2 separate regions of the Sus scrofa genome follow, and region 1 is linked to region 2. Evidence: chromatin contacts called from public HiChIP or PLAC-seq data. All regions are on one chromosome and are shown on one strand. The core of a region is the stretch at or near the end of the contact, and the rest is flanking DNA. Distances in the headings are between cores, read along the strand shown.

Region 1 (3,009 bases), core at 284-2,783, 380 kb after region 2:
TCAATACATTTTCAAAATGTAAGATAATTTTCAGAGGCAAAAAAATGTCATTTCCTCTTAGCACACAATTAATTACATCCTTTAGGGCCAAGGAGATACCAAACCAAGCCTTTTTTTTTTTTTTTTTTTCCTTTTAGAGCGGCAGCCGCGGCCTGTGGAGGTTCCCAGTCTAGGGGCTGAATTGGAGCTGCAGTTTGCAGCCTACACCACAGCCATGGCAACGCCGGATGGCAGCCGCGTCTTTGACAACGCAGCCCTCTGTCTTTTTTCTTGACATTCAGTATGCACTTGCTCCGAAGCATCATGTGCTGGGGTTTATTTCTAGAGAACGATTGATACACGGACCCTGAACGGAGTCCATGGCAAAGCTGACTGGTCTCTGCAAACATGCTGAATCCCTTCCCAAGGTGCTGTGGTGACTAAGTCTATACTGCTGACCCTGGGGATAGGACAAAAGGCTCAGGTTGCAGACCCTATGTTTGGAACAACGTGATCTCAGAGCACGGCGATAAGAGTCGGTCTTGCTTGGGTGCTGGTCCTCTCTGTTCTTTCACGTGACTTGTAGTAAGATCCTTTACTTTTATCTTTTTCTTTTTACTTCTTGTTTTTTTAATGGCAGCACCCTCGGCACATGGAAGTCCCCATGATTGACTCTGAGCCACAATTACAACCTACACCACAGGTTGCAGCAATGCCAGATCCTTAACCCACTGGGCAGGGCCAGGGATTGAACCCGTGCCTCGGTAGCAGAGCCACTACAGATTCTTGGGCCACAGCGAGAATTCTTCTGGGCTTTATTTATTTAACTCATAAAAGGGGTGAGAAAAAGTTCCACCAGGATGTTGTAAGAGTACTACCGACTAGGCAGCGAGAAAACGCGATGGTTCTACGCGAGGGGGGCATTCTGTGTGCGGAACAAATCTGCACGCAGGTAAAGGGATCCGTTCCATCCTGCCGGCGGATCTGATGGGCACACCCTTCAGGCTCTGCCCTGGTTCTCTGGTCTTTCCTTTTGTCTCATCAATAGGTTGTGTAGCATACTCTCATTTCAACATTCCAGTGTTTACACGTGCTGGGCACCGTTCCAGGGGCTGGGGGCAGAGTCGTGGACCAGAAGCTCAAGATTCCTGCTCCCACGAACATTCTAGTCAAGTGCAGACCCACCACTGCAGACTGATGCAATACTGCGGGTGACAGCGATCAGTGCCTGAGGGAAAATAAGGGTGTTGTTTTAGCTGGCGGAGGCCTCCCCCATGGGGGGGACCCCTGAACAGAGTCCTGAATGAGTAGAGGGAAGGAGGGAGGGAGGGGGGTCCCCACAGCCTCCGGGCAAGAGCGGTCCAGAGGAGCGGACTTGAGGTGCCTTCAAGGGAAGAGGGACCCATCTTTCCGTTCCTCACTGTCCCCCCCTCCCGCCCCCGCCCTCACCCCCCCCCCCCCCCACCCCCCACCCCCGTGCTCTTCGTGGCCCGGAAGCGTCCTTCCCCTTGGCCGTGGCCTGGGCGCCCCCTCCTGGGCAGCCTGATCGAAACCCCTGGCTGAGGCTCTCGCCCCTTTTCCGTGGGTCCTGTTGCCCTCTGCTGGCCACACGAGCGGTTAGCGCTGCCTCAAAAGTTGCGCCCAAACTTCTCCCAAATCACCGATTGCAAAATCCAATTTGAGGCCATAGTTGAATCATTGATATTCTCCCTCTGTGCTTTGAAAGCTGTTGCAAGTTTGAATAGCCGATTTCAAAATGAATTGCCTTGTAGGTAGATGGGTTTTGTTTCAAAACCATCACAAACCTTAGTATCCAGATCTAGGATGTCAAGTAACACAGAAACAACATTTTGAACAGTTGGTGATATTATTTTATTGTGTCATCATGTAATATTCATTACCGTGTATTAAATATTCTTTACAATTAAAAATTATTGAATAGACCTACACTTTAATGGTATTTTTGTCTAGGCTTTAAAGGACCTAATTACTCCAATTTCCGGGTTCTGTATATCTGGCTATTTTTCATTTCACTGGACATGGGGGGATTACCTAGGGAATATATTTTCAAATTTAGTTTTATTTATTTAATTAAAAATTTTTTTATTTATTTTATTTAATTTTCAAATATATATATGTATATATTCTCCAGAGCCATCTGCTGCTGGACTTAGACTTTGTTTTCGATCCTTGGCTACTTTCTAAAAGCAGAATCTGAAGGACAGGATGGCGGTTTGATAATTTCTGCCTTTGGGCTGCTGTGTTTGGGGTAACAGAGCTGTTAGATTCTGCTGTCTAGCAATGTGACTCATTTATACTCGTAGATTCTCTTTCATATTCTTTTCCATTATGATTTATTACAGGATGTTGAACAGAGTGACCTGTGCTATATAGTAGGACCCTTTTTTTTTTCTTTCTTTCTTTTTTTTTTTTTTTTTTTTTTGTCTTTTTAGGTCCACACCTTCAACATATGGAGGTTCCCAGGCTAGGGGTCAAATCGGAGCTGTAGCCATCAGCCTACACCACAGCTAAAGCAATGCCAGATCCGAGCCGCGTCTGCGACCTACACCACAGCTCACGGCAATGCTGGATCCTTAACCCACTGAGTGAGGCCAGGGATTGAACCTGCGTCCTCAGAGATGCTCGTCAGATTCCTTTCCAATGAGCCATGAGGGGAACTCCAGTAGGAGCTTGTTGTTTATCCACCCTATGAATCATAGTTTGCGTCTGCTAACCCCAAACTCCCACTCCATTCCTCCCTCCCCTCCCCCTTGGCAGCCACAAGTCTCTTCTCTATGTCTGTGGGTCTGCTTTTGTTTCATAGATATGTCCATTTGCATCATATTTGAGATTCCACATACAAGTGATATCTTACGGTATTTGTCTTTCTCTTTCTGACTTACTTCACTTAGTATGAGAATCTTTTAAGTCTGTCCATGTAGCTGCAAATGACAGTATTACATTCTTTTTAATGACTGAGTAATAGAGAATATTTTTAAATGATTGTAAGACATCAAGAATTTAACACGA
Region 2 (3,256 bases), core at 400-2,899:
GGTCTTAGGAAGTGCCCCTAAATCAGGCGCGAGCTGGCCCGCCTCCCAGTACGTCAGAGTGGAAGTATCTTCAGCAGTAGAAATATATGTATATATTTTTAAGTTTCTAAAGAGGACATGTTCTAGGAATTCCCTTCGTGGCTCAGCGGTTAACAAACCCGACTAGCATCCATGAGGCTGCGGGTTGGATCCCTGGCTTTTTGCTCAGTGGGTGAAGGATCTGGTGTTGCTGTGACCTGTGGTGTAGGTTGCAGATACGGCTCAGATCTGGCGTGGCTGTGGCTGTGATGTAGGCCAGCCGCTGTAGCTCCGATTCGACTCCTAGCCTGGCACTTTCCACATGCCACAGGTGCTGCTCTGGAGAGCAAAAAATAAAATAAAATAAATAAATAAAGAGGACGTGTCTTATGGGAGGGACTTGACACCATAAAACAGCTTCAAGTTCCAAACAAGTCAGGTGTTCTGGCGTCACGGGTTTCATTTTGTAGTTGGGTCAATCTCCCGCTAAGCCTTTGAAATTGAAGATGTACAGCAAAGTTTCCATGATAACAGCACAATGGATCATTCTGCACATTTGAACCTGTGGTTCCAGTGGGCTTACATCTGGTAGTCTCGAGTCTGGGACGTTGCAGGAGACAGATCTTTGAGGTGACAGAAATCATTTTCCCATGGATGGTGCTGGACTGTTTCGTTTACGGGGTTTATTCTGAGCTCTTGCCGGCCTAATCTAAAGCCCCGGAGGTCAGGGGTCTTCCGGCAGAAGAGAGTTATGTGGCCAGAGCAGAAATAGCTTCTGTCTCTTCCTAGGCCACGTCCAGCTTAAACCAAGCTTGAGAGTACGTCACGGGTGAGTTGAAAGCCAAACTAGAGCATACGTACCTTTCAGCATTTTTACAGCTACCGTCCGGCACGTGGGTGATTTCTTAATGCCAAAGGCAGATGCCTGGACCACTTTCCCAAAAGCCCCTCTTCCCAGTGATTTGCCTGCAATGAAAAGAAGACATTGGTTTGTCTGCCCAGCGAGCAGGAGGACTTGGTCTCTTTTAGAAGGAAGGGCCTTTCCCCGGTGTGTGTGTGCCTGGCCCGTGGCTGTGAACGGAGCCGCCAATGAACTGACCCCAAAAGTGTCAAAGTCAGGGGCAGGTCTCTGGGCACCTTCCTTCCAGCTCGACTGCGTTCTGCGTTGCCCTCGTCCCTCACCGCCAGGCTAGGCTCCAGGCAGGCCTTTGGCGCAGGGGGATGGCCCGTTTCCTCCTTGACCGAGTCCTTCTCGAGGGGAGAGGCTGCCAGGTCCTGGGCGGTCTTTGCCCTCGTTCACTAACCTTAGTACTGCGCACATTTCCCTCAGTTTCACCTACGCGCCTCTCCCTGCCCTGCCAAGTTATTTCTTCTGCTCTGTTTTCAGCAAGGGGAAGAAACTGGGCAGAGCGTCACTGCTGTTGATGGTAGTGGTATAAGAGCTGCAGAGCAACCAAACAGAATCACCAAGTCTTTTCTCAGACTTCCCTGCCAGGCCGCATATCCTCAGTATTTCTAACATGTCTTTACACAGTGATTACAAATCGTCACGGCTCAGCACATGGGCCTATCAACCACTGGAAGTAATTTCTTTCAACCACAGAGAGGTGGTTGCCAAACACAATAACGAAGCAAAGTCTCCTCCCCGCCACGATGTGTTGTAATAACTGTTGACGTGGTTCTCGTCTCCCCGTGCACAAGACAGCTGGGCTCAGGGGCAGCGGCCGTGTCAGCATCGTCCCAGAACCTGGCCTGGTGCTTGGTGCATGAGGCTCCCCTGTGTATTAGTGCAAAATGAAGAGCCGCACTTGAGAATTTGCGAGATGCTCTCAGCAGGTCTCGTTCAGGCAAGGGGAAGCAGAGGGGTCCCTGCGATGGTCACCTGGACAGGGTTCTGGGGGGAGGACACCTCAGCCACCACCTTTTCTATCGGGGCTTCCTTTTTTTCCCCCTTTTTAGGGCCACTCCTGCAGCATGTGGAAGTTCTGGGCTGTGTTGTGTTGGAGCTGCAGCTGCTGGCCTATACCACAGCCACAGCCACGTCAGATCCAAGCCTCATCTGTGACCTATACCATAGCTCATGGCAATGCCAGATCCTTAACCCACTGAGTGAGGCCAGGGATTGAACCCAAAACCTCACAGATGCTAGTTGGGTCCTTAACCTGCTGCACTACAACGGGAACTCCTATCAGGGCTTCCTACTAACCACCAGGAAACAGCTAAACAGAACCTAGGGAAATAACACCCCTTCTGCCAGAAGGAAGAGGGAGCCGAAGTGGTCACTCTTTTCTGATTTTGAGGGTTGGGGATGGGGAGGAGGAAGCCGACCCGATGCCCCGGCCCGGTGCTGAGAGCGTTACTTGAGCACAGCAGCTTCTCTCCCACGGAGCCATGTATTCTGATGCTGGGCCTTCAGTGAGCTAACCTGCCCTCCCGCCTCAGTCGCCAGCCCCGTCCCCAGAGGACAGTTTGTTGTTGGCTTGTCTTTAAGATTCGTGGACAGTCTGCCATGAAGTGTTCTTGCTTCCCTGTCATCCTAGAAGCTGCACACTCTGCTCCCCACCTGCTCAGTGAGGAGGGCGTCTCCTCGCCACTGCTTAGCGCTTTCGGCCAGCAAGCTCCCCAGGCGTCCAGCTAGGACGCGGCAAGAGCGCTGCCACCAGTGTTGTCACAGGAGCCTCTAGAGCTGTCACCCTGCCTTAGGAGGGGACACTGGTGAAATGACCTGCCCCCCACCACCCCGTCAAATGTGCGCCTGGAGAGGCTGATAGACGCCGTTTCCCCCAGAGCACGCTCCCTGTTTCTGATAAAAGTGTGCAAGAGACAGCGCCAGCGGGACCCTTGCTTAAGTCAGAGAGCCTCCAGCGGACCCCGAAATCCAGGACAGGACGCCTCCTCCAGATTTGCAAAAATTGGTGCCTTTTGGTTAGAGGCTTCTCTTGCTTTTTAGGCTGAAAGAACACTTTTTCTTCTGCAGTGCTTTCCACCGAAAAGTGTCCTGAACCCAGGACATAGAAAGCTCGTGCCCGTCGTGGGGCTCTTCTCCGCGGATTCCTGCTTGTGTGGGCGGGTGAACGCCTGTTCCTGTCCACACCTCCAGCTGCCCTTCCTTCCCCGAGTTTTGTACCAGTGTTTGGGGGCTTCGCGTCCACAGTGAGGAGAAACTCACTCCCACTTGGCTTCTCCCAGTCTTTTCACGTATTTTCTTGGAAGCTGACGGTGCCTTATAAGCAGCACG

What was found. HiChIP or PLAC-seq counts read pairs in DNA pulled down with a chosen protein or histone mark.
Region 1: an H3K27ac HiChIP or PLAC-seq map of alveolar macrophages shows a contact between it and region 2. The contact joins two enhancer-like sites. A contact is called at or near these places in 1 of 5 promoter capture datasets (liver), 10 of 47 Hi-C or Micro-C datasets (alveolar macrophages, embryonic fibroblasts, epiblast stem cells and 7 more) and 1 of 2 datasets of contacts at active chromatin or transcription factors (alveolar macrophages).

Annotation. Positions count from the first base shown.
Region 1 is chr11:6,031,193-6,034,201 of Sscrofa11.1, forward strand. No RefSeq gene overlaps it. Among named protein-coding and RNA genes, the nearest start is that of MTUS2, 6.1 kb to the right of the region's middle. Within about 2 kb of position 1,534, at least 18 of the 83 cell types and tissues checked have an H3K27ac peak or open chromatin away from gene starts, as enhancers often do. A contact at or near this core is called in alveolar macrophages and fetal liver, where this site is marked.
Region 2 is chr11:5,649,637-5,652,892 of Sscrofa11.1, forward strand. It overlaps FLT1 (vascular endothelial growth factor receptor 1), which reads right to left. Exons shown (of 30, transcript XM_021065525.1): 18 at 880-984. Among named protein-coding and RNA genes, the nearest start is that of FLT1, 150 kb to the right of the region's middle. Within about 2 kb of position 1,650, at least 8 of the 83 cell types and tissues checked have an H3K27ac peak or open chromatin away from gene starts, as enhancers often do. A contact at or near this core is called in alveolar macrophages and fetal liver, where this site is marked.